2 separate regions of the Ovis aries genome follow, and region 1 is linked to region 2. A link is a contact called in public Hi-C data. All regions are on one chromosome and are shown on one strand. The core of a region is the stretch at or near the end of the contact, and the rest is flanking DNA. Distances in the headings are between cores, read along the strand shown.

The links. Hi-C and Micro-C count contacts between places; a contact is called where the count stands out from the background.
Region 1: a Hi-C map of liver shows a contact between it and region 2, with 2.7 times the contacts expected there. The contact joins the promoter of MTREX here to the enhancer-like site in region 2. A contact is called at or near these places in 4 of 16 Hi-C or Micro-C datasets (hypothalamus, liver, muscle and 1 more).

Annotation. Positions count from the first base shown.
Region 1 is chr16:24,020,665-24,024,561 of ARS-UI_Ramb_v3.0, forward strand. MTREX (Mtr4 exosome RNA helicase) reads right to left here and starts at 2,139. Exons shown (of 26, transcript XM_060400428.1): 1 at 1,979-2,139. The coding sequence starts at 2,112. It overlaps DHX29 (DExH-box helicase 29), which reads left to right and starts at 2,438. Exons shown (of 27, transcript XM_004016982.5): 1 at 2,438-2,740. The coding sequence starts at 2,563.
Region 2 is chr16:23,649,207-23,653,293 of ARS-UI_Ramb_v3.0, forward strand. The region is part of intron 2 of SLC38A9 (solute carrier family 38 member 9); the gene reads left to right. Among named protein-coding and RNA genes, the nearest start is that of SLC38A9, 17 kb to the left of the region's middle. Within about 2 kb of position 1,380, at least 3 of the 54 cell types and tissues checked have an H3K27ac peak or open chromatin away from gene starts, as enhancers often do. A contact at or near this core is called in liver and tail adipose tissue, where this site is marked.

The DNA of each region.
Region 1 (3,897 bases), core at 889-3,388, 370 kb after region 2:
TGGGTGGGGAAGATCCCCTGGAGAGCAGGGCAACCCACTTCAGTATTCTTGCTTGGAGACACCCACAGACAGAGGAGCCTGGCAGGATATAGCCCATTCGGTCTCAAAGAGTGGGACACTGCTTAGCAACTGACCACACATGCATGCATCTTCATAACATCATAATTGCCCATTCAAACTACAGAAATTAATTATTTCTGTTTGGAAAACAACAAAAATCATCTGTCCTTCCTCATTTTCCCTGAAAAGTTATCCAAAACTACTAAACTCTCTAACTCAATGACAGAGGAAGACTTTTTTTTTCTCCTTTCTGTCATTCTTTCTTACATATGACATTTCACATTCTTTGATTGTTCTGATGTCCCTCTAATCTCTGTCATGTGTATGAAAACTACACATTCCCAGAGAAATCTTCACTTCAAACAGTACCAATTCAAGTAACATCCAGATATATACCTTCAGTTCTGGTATTACTTCAAATCCAAATTAAAACTGCCCAATGGATACTTCAATACGGATATACTATCATCACTTCACTTTGCCTTGAGCCAAATTAATTTTCAAATCAAAATCACCTATAAATTTCCCTATTTTTCTTCTTTCTGATATCCAAATTCAAAACACCTCTTTTGACCCCCTTCCATTGTTCTCCTTAAATTAAGCCTGTCAATTTTCTCCTTTACAACATTTTATATCTTCCTTTTTCCTTCCTTCTGTCACCTCCTGAGCCGAAGTCCTTATAATCTCATAGTTAGACAATTTAAATACTTTTTAATTTACTTTTACTATCAGTGCCTTTCCTCTTTAAACATATCAACAAATGCTACCAAATTAATTTTTCTAAACTAACACTCTACTTCTCCAGTTACCAAGTTACATGTTCACTGGGCACACCCTCCCACAAACACTGGGTTTTTTAAAAATAAAAAGTCGTATGCCTGTTATTCAAGGCTCCTCATAATCTAAAACCAATTTATATCCTCTGCCTTATCTCTTGTAGTCCTAAGCAAACACTTCCTCTAGGCCAATCCGTGCTACAAAAAAAAAAAAAAAAAAACAATCTAAGCATCAATAAGGAATCATTTCCTCAACTTAGATGGCTTCTTGCATGTAAGGCTCTCTGGACACCACAAACAGATACCACTTTTCTGAACTTTAATAGCACTTCACTGTACATACAGCTTATTATATTCCAATCTCCTACTCTTTAAAATATGTATCTGTTCCACTTCCTTACTTCAAAAATTCCTTGAAAGTAAAATTATGTCTAACTTAACTCAAGCATCTACTGGGTATCTTCCTCCAATGTCAAGAGTAAATTTTGTTCATTACTAAGGAATCATCTTATTTTAATTGACGTTTCAGGGACCAGTAATTTTTTCGGTTTTTCTTAATGAAATCAAAGCCAGCATCTAAGAATCCAATATATGCTAAGCACTGTTAGGCGCTTTACGCATACTATCTCATTTAATCTTCACCAAAATCCTAGTGGTCGGCGCTATCACCTCATTATGGGCAAGAAAACTCCAGCTTTAAGACTGAATTTCTCTCCCTTCTGCTGTTATTTGCCCTGTCCTCTCCAAGTCACATTTTCTAAGCCTCTTAACCCTTTACTCAACTGGTGATTCGTTTCGTGTATTAAAGGCTCTGTGCCCAGTTGGTGCTGGTGCTGCGGGTGCAGAAGCTAAGAAAAAGCTGCCATGCCCTCACGACCCCACGGGAAGACTCAGGCAGGAGCAGAGTCAGGCCTCATGCCCGCATCAGGGAATTGCAGGGCCAGGAGCCGACGCTACCTGCGGTCACCGGGAAACGCCAAGACCCAGCCTCCTCAAACCAACATTCTTCCTCACTCTTCATTTTTCTCAACCCTCTTCACTTCCCTACTCCAATCATGTACACCCTACACCCACCCCGCTTCTCGAGGTCTTCAAAAGACAGTACGATTTTCTTCCTTTAACACTGGGGTCATCTTCCTTACCCGGTCTTTTCTGCAGACCCTGGCGGACCCTTCCATTTCCCCTTCTCCTTTTCTTTGTCTTTTTTGGCTCCAGGAGCCGTGGTCGAGTCGTCCTCGAACACGCTGAAGAGCTCATCCCCGAAAGCGTCAGCCATCTTTCGAAGCGGCGAGACCCAATTTCCCTCCTACCCACAATGCTCCGCGACCGCACCGACAGTGACGACAGTGAGGCTAGGAGACGCCTCAACGGGGGCCCGCAAGTGATAAAATTAGTGGAGTTACACAGTCGCCGAGACTCCTTCCACGCTTCCTTTTTCTTCTCTGATCTTTCCTTTCCTTTCCCACTGGCGGAGGAACAACTCCGTGACTAAGAAAGGAGATCAGCTAGGATTCCCAGCAAGCCACAGACACCTGTGGGGCGGAGAGGAGGCGGGATCTTGGTGAACCCGACCAATTACGAAGCAGCGGTCGTCCAGGCCCGAGAAGCCCGGATTGAGGGCGCAGGGTGGCGGCGTGGGACCGGGGGAATGTGAAGATCTCTTGGAGGCCGTACGGGAGTGGTGCCGGCAGCTGGACAGGGAGGGGTCTTCTGCCACAGCTGCAACATGGGTGGCAAGAACAAGAAACACAAGACGCCGGGGGCCGCGGCGGTCCGGGCTGCCGTGTCTGCTTCCAGAGCCAAGTCCGCCGAGGCCGGAGCTACCGGGGAGGCCCAAAATAAGCCAGTGTCCAGGCCGGCCCCAGCCGCGGCTGCCAGCACCAGGGAGCCCCGGGTGAAGCAAGGTACGAATGATTAGGCCCCGGACTCCTCCGGAGCCTCAACTACCAGTCCCGAGGGAGAACCTTTCGCACGTGGGCAGACCCTCGATCTTAAAATTTATTTCACATCCCGAGCTGCTGTCTCCCCATCTGGTAGCCTTGTTTTAGATTAGTGTAGGCTGTTCGGGCCTTCAGAGTTCCGACGGTAGCGTCCCCCACCTAACCTCCATTTGCCTTGAGAAGAAACAAAAAAGATTTGCATTAGCTCTTGTTTGTGCAGGGATCAGCCCTGAGCCGCCTTCTAAACTAGCAAGGCGAATGCAGAGTTGTTAACCTCCCAGAGCCAGACCCTTTTCCTCCTTATTTCTCAGACCATTTTCAGCCACGATGTAGCGTTTCCACGTGTTATGGAAAAATCAGTACTTAATAAGAATTTCAGCACTTACACCCCGAATATGGTTATAATCTATTGTAAAAAGTGTCATCGATCTTTACCGCAGCAATGCATTTTTGCTTCTTGTGCATTTTGGTTTGATAACTCATCTTGGAGATTGCCAGTTCTGGCTTCAGATCAACGGGCCTCTTTTACAGCTGATTTCAAAAGGTGGAAATAGTTATACGCTATTTTGTTCTGCTTAGCGTGTTTGCTTGTTCTTACAGAAATATTCGTCCAACAAATATGTATTGAAAACCTCCGTGTAAGGGGATGAGCAAAATAAATAAATCACCACTCTTGGAGCTTGCCATTCTAATGGCAGTAGTTACACAAACATTGCTTTATGATTGTTAAGTGTCACTAAGAAAGAGAACTTGACAGGGTAATCTGATTTTAACTGGGAAAAAGGAGCACTATTGGATGGTGTCTTTGAGAAAGTGATGGTATAGGGGGGATGGATTGGTATTAACTCCATGAAAAATGGGGGGAATAGTATTTCTGTGCAGGAAGGAACACTACTTGCCAAGATCTTGAGTCAGGAAAGAGCATGGGCCTTTGAGATACTCAGAATGTAAGCATTGCCTAAGGAGGAAAGGAGATGAGACTGAAGTAGGCAGGTAACAAACTTTCACTTAGATGAATAATAATTCTTTGTCCTGCAACTTATCATAATATTTTAACTACAGAATTGCTATGCCTGCAATTGGAAATGTATAGTATTTTTCCTTGATGATTCTGTGGCACT
Region 2 (4,087 bases), core at 130-2,629:
TCTCCCAGGATCTAGGGCTTTCTTACTCATCTCTTTGTGCCAGTTTTTCTCAGGGAATTCACTCAAAAATCCCCTCTAGACAATGCTTTGTAAATTATACTTTTTCTTCCTCCCCTTATTCACTATCACTTATCTATCCTATTCGGGCACAGCTCTATTGTCTGTTTAACGTGATGATGGCAAAAAATGCTGATTTTGTTAAGGCTCTAAGCAGTTTCCAATCCAGGAGATGAAAGAGGATTGGTTTAAACTATTCTTGATAATCCTGTTTCCATTTTCCAGATACTTAATTTTTTAGACTTTTTTAGCAGCTTGAGCAGTATGAAATTTATCACATGAGACATGTAGTGGCCATCAGAGAAGACAATGAAATGAATCTTATAATTTTCACTTGTATGTTTCAGTATCAGTGAATAGAAGGACTAATGAATGCTGATTAAATGCTCAGAACTCTCTTGAAACCTCTGAATTCTATGATAAATAATTGACCACTGTGACGATAGAACATAGGTCATTAAAGTGCATTCTACTGCAATAGGTTGGCAGGAGTTCAAACAGTTCTCTGAGTATTTAACCATTTAGATTAAGTGGAAGTATGTTTTCTATAATGAAATTTGTCAAAATAAGAGGGAATCAACTATTTTCAATCATAGGATAACTGTCTAGGTAAGCATGTTTTAAGGAAGGCAAATTTTTATAGGAGTTTAGCAGTATTGAATGCTAATTTTCTTGTGGAATAATTTCAGGAACTTATTTGATGAGGGAAAAAAACAGGAATATCTTAAAATATTGTTATTTCTACTAAAATGTGGGTTATTTCATTTTATATACATAAATCTCAGATATACTGTATTTTTTAATTTATTAACTTTGAAAAAATTAGTGTTAATTTAGCCTTATCTTCACATGTTTGTGAAATGATGAAGTATCATTTATACTTTTTTCTAGTATCAGTTCAGTTCAGTTCAGTCGCTCAGTTGTGTCCAACTCTTTGCGACCCCATGAATCACAGCACGCCAGGCCTCCCTGTCCATCACCAGCTCCCGGAGTTCACTCAGACTCACGTCCATCAAGTCAGTGATGCCACCCAGCCATCTCGTCCTCTGTCGTCCCCTTCTCCTCCTGCCCCCAATCCCTCCCAGCATCAGTCTTTTCCAGTGAGTCAACTCTCCGCATGAGGTGGCCAAAGTACACATTGCAGTAAATACAAAGGAGTTAAAATAGCATTTATCCTTGTGCTACCTAAAATCATCTTTCATATAGCGGCATTTTGGGAAACTGTCTTCAGCTGTTAGAATATAAAAAATAACATTTGATACTTTAAGATTGCTTATTCTTAGTTTAATTTGTGGTTGACTCTGTCTCTTCCACTAGGTGGCACTCAAAATCATGTTCCAGTTCAAAACAGAAAAATTTTAAGAAATGTTTGGGACTGAAAATGTGTTGGACCTGCTTATCATTTTGGTGGACTGGGGATCTGATTAGACTTAGGTAGATGAAGGAGCTTGTCGCTGTAGAGGAACCATACATGTCACAAGCATTTGGATCATTTGGAGAATTTTTGCAAATTACACAAATCTACATTTCTCTCTGCATGCCTCCCCTCACCTCCCTTATTAGTTTTTCTTCTGGTTTGGGGTGAAGAATGTGGATAGGGGGACAGAGAGGTTTAGAAATCTCTTATACTGTATTTGATATATGCCATTGGCAGTCACTGGCCTTAAGAGTTTGTTTTGCTGCTTTTCCCAGACTTTCTGGTAACCAGATATTAGAGCTGGTATTCAGGATTGCTTCATGCTCTGCAGCTGCTCTGGGATTATAACCTTTGGGAGTTGACCCTCCCAGCCAGCCTGAAACCAAATTGGGATTTGAACTTCCCTTTTTCAGTTTTCTCAAACTCTTGTTTCCTTTTCCATTTCTCCCAGGACCTAGGGCTTTCTTACTCATCTCTGTGTGCCCAGTTTTTCTCAGGGAATTCACTCAAAAATTCCCTCTAGACAATACTTTGTAAATTATACCTTTTTCCCTCCCCTTATTGATTAATGCTTTTCTATCCTATTGGTGCCAGCTCTGTTGTCTGTTTAATGTTATGATGGCAAGCAATATGATGCGTCAAAGACCCAGTCTATTACTTTTTCATGACTATTTGCATTTTAATAAGGAGAATTCTAGAAATATAAAAGCCTAACCTAATCACTTTCATGCATTGGAGAAGTAAATGGCAACCCACTCCAGTGTTCTTGCCTGGAGAATCCCAGAGACGGGAGAGCCTGGTGGGCTACTGTCTCTAGGGTCTCACAGCGTCGGACACGACTGAAGCGACTTAGCAGCAGCAGCAGCAGCAACCTAAGGATTAGATTTTTCTAATAACATTTTAGGTACTCTGGTAAGCCAGTGAGGTAGCAGTAGATACTTAAAATAGGCAGTATTCTGGGTGCCCTTCAAAGATACCAAGCATGCTTATGGCCCTTATTTTTTTAAAGTGTTTATTTGTCTGCCCATGTGCAAACTGGCCTCTCTCGCTTTCATCTGTCATTAATACTGTCACTAAATAGCAACCTGAATTGACTCTTTGTTATCTGTGGTCCCAGAGAGAGAGAGCAAGTGAGTGAGAGCGAGCAAGCACATAACAAAGTGAAGAGTTTACCTATTAACGTGTCCTAGGCCAACAACAGTGATTGGAAGTGATTATTTGATTATTGAGGCTCAGTTGTTTCATAGTTGGGGATTTATACAGATCTAGTAAAGTAGTGTTTCCAGGAGTGTTGGTTTCCAGAGCTGTGTAATTGGATTTTGAGGACCTTGCCATCTATGTTAAATAGGCAGGACCAGGGCCCTTGACCATGTATCAGTGCCCTGGAGCTGAGGACCAGTTTTCTGGTTGTATGTTTTATCTTTTGTTCCCTTCCCTCTCCTTCCTCCTTTCTCCTTTCTTCTTGCCTCTCTTCTTTTCTCTCCCTCTTTTGTCTTCTTCTCTCCCCTCTCTTCTCCCTACTTTCCACCATTATTTTTCTCCAGTGGAACTCTTTTTGCTAAATGCTTAAAGAGGGCAATCTTGGCCTTGGGTTTAGAGATGCTTTAAGTCTAACTATGGACTTTGTTAGAATGGTATCTTATTTCAAGTTTCATTGGAACTTTTTTTTTTTTTTTTAAGAAATTATAATTGTTTTATTGAGAAAAACCATCCATTTCAAATTACTAAAAAATTCCCACTGATTTCTACCCTGCAACCTGGCTTCCTCAAAAAGATAAAGACATTTTCTTATTACTCTTTGGCTGCTACATCTGTTACTTTCTGTCATTCCTTCCCCTGAAGTCATTCTCTCCTTCCTCCACATGGTCTTCATTCTCCCCTTTCACTGGTCAAAGTGTAATATTAATTGAATCATGAAACTGTCATTCACTGATTTCTATGACTCTCTTTAAACTCACCAGTGGATCTCAAGTCTCAGAAAGAGGTTTTCAGGCGTAAGGTTTTTACTACAAAAAAAAAAACAACAACAACAACAGAAAAAAAAATATTTCTTGTAGTTCAAAACTTTTGCTCTAAGATGAACATGACTAGTAGCATGAATTCTTGAACTTTGCTCTTTTTTCAAGTTTGTCTTGGCTATATAAGTAGCCATTTGCATATGTTTATATATTTTATTTTTTTTTTTTTATAATGCTTTATAAATACAACTTATTTATTAGTGAAATTGTTATATTTGCAACTGGCCTTTTATTTTCCAGCTCTTTTAGTGTGATGAACAGCCAGGAAGATTTTTAATTTTCTTATTTTGATTTCATTGTAATTTCCCATTACATTATGCTTTATGTTATTTAATTTTTTAAGTTAAGGTGATTTATGTAATTGAATTCGGCTTTTTTTTCAGTGTTTTTTTTTTTTTTTTTTTACAAATTCTTTTTTTTTTTTTTGTTGAGTACAATTTATTTATTTTAACTTGATTTTTAGGAAATGCATTTAAGGCTACCAATTTCCCTCTAAATACTACTATAACTGCATTTTGAAAGATTTGATTAGTAGCATTTCCATTTTTCAATTCTAAATAAGTGTCATTTCCCCTTTAACCATGAGTTATTTGAA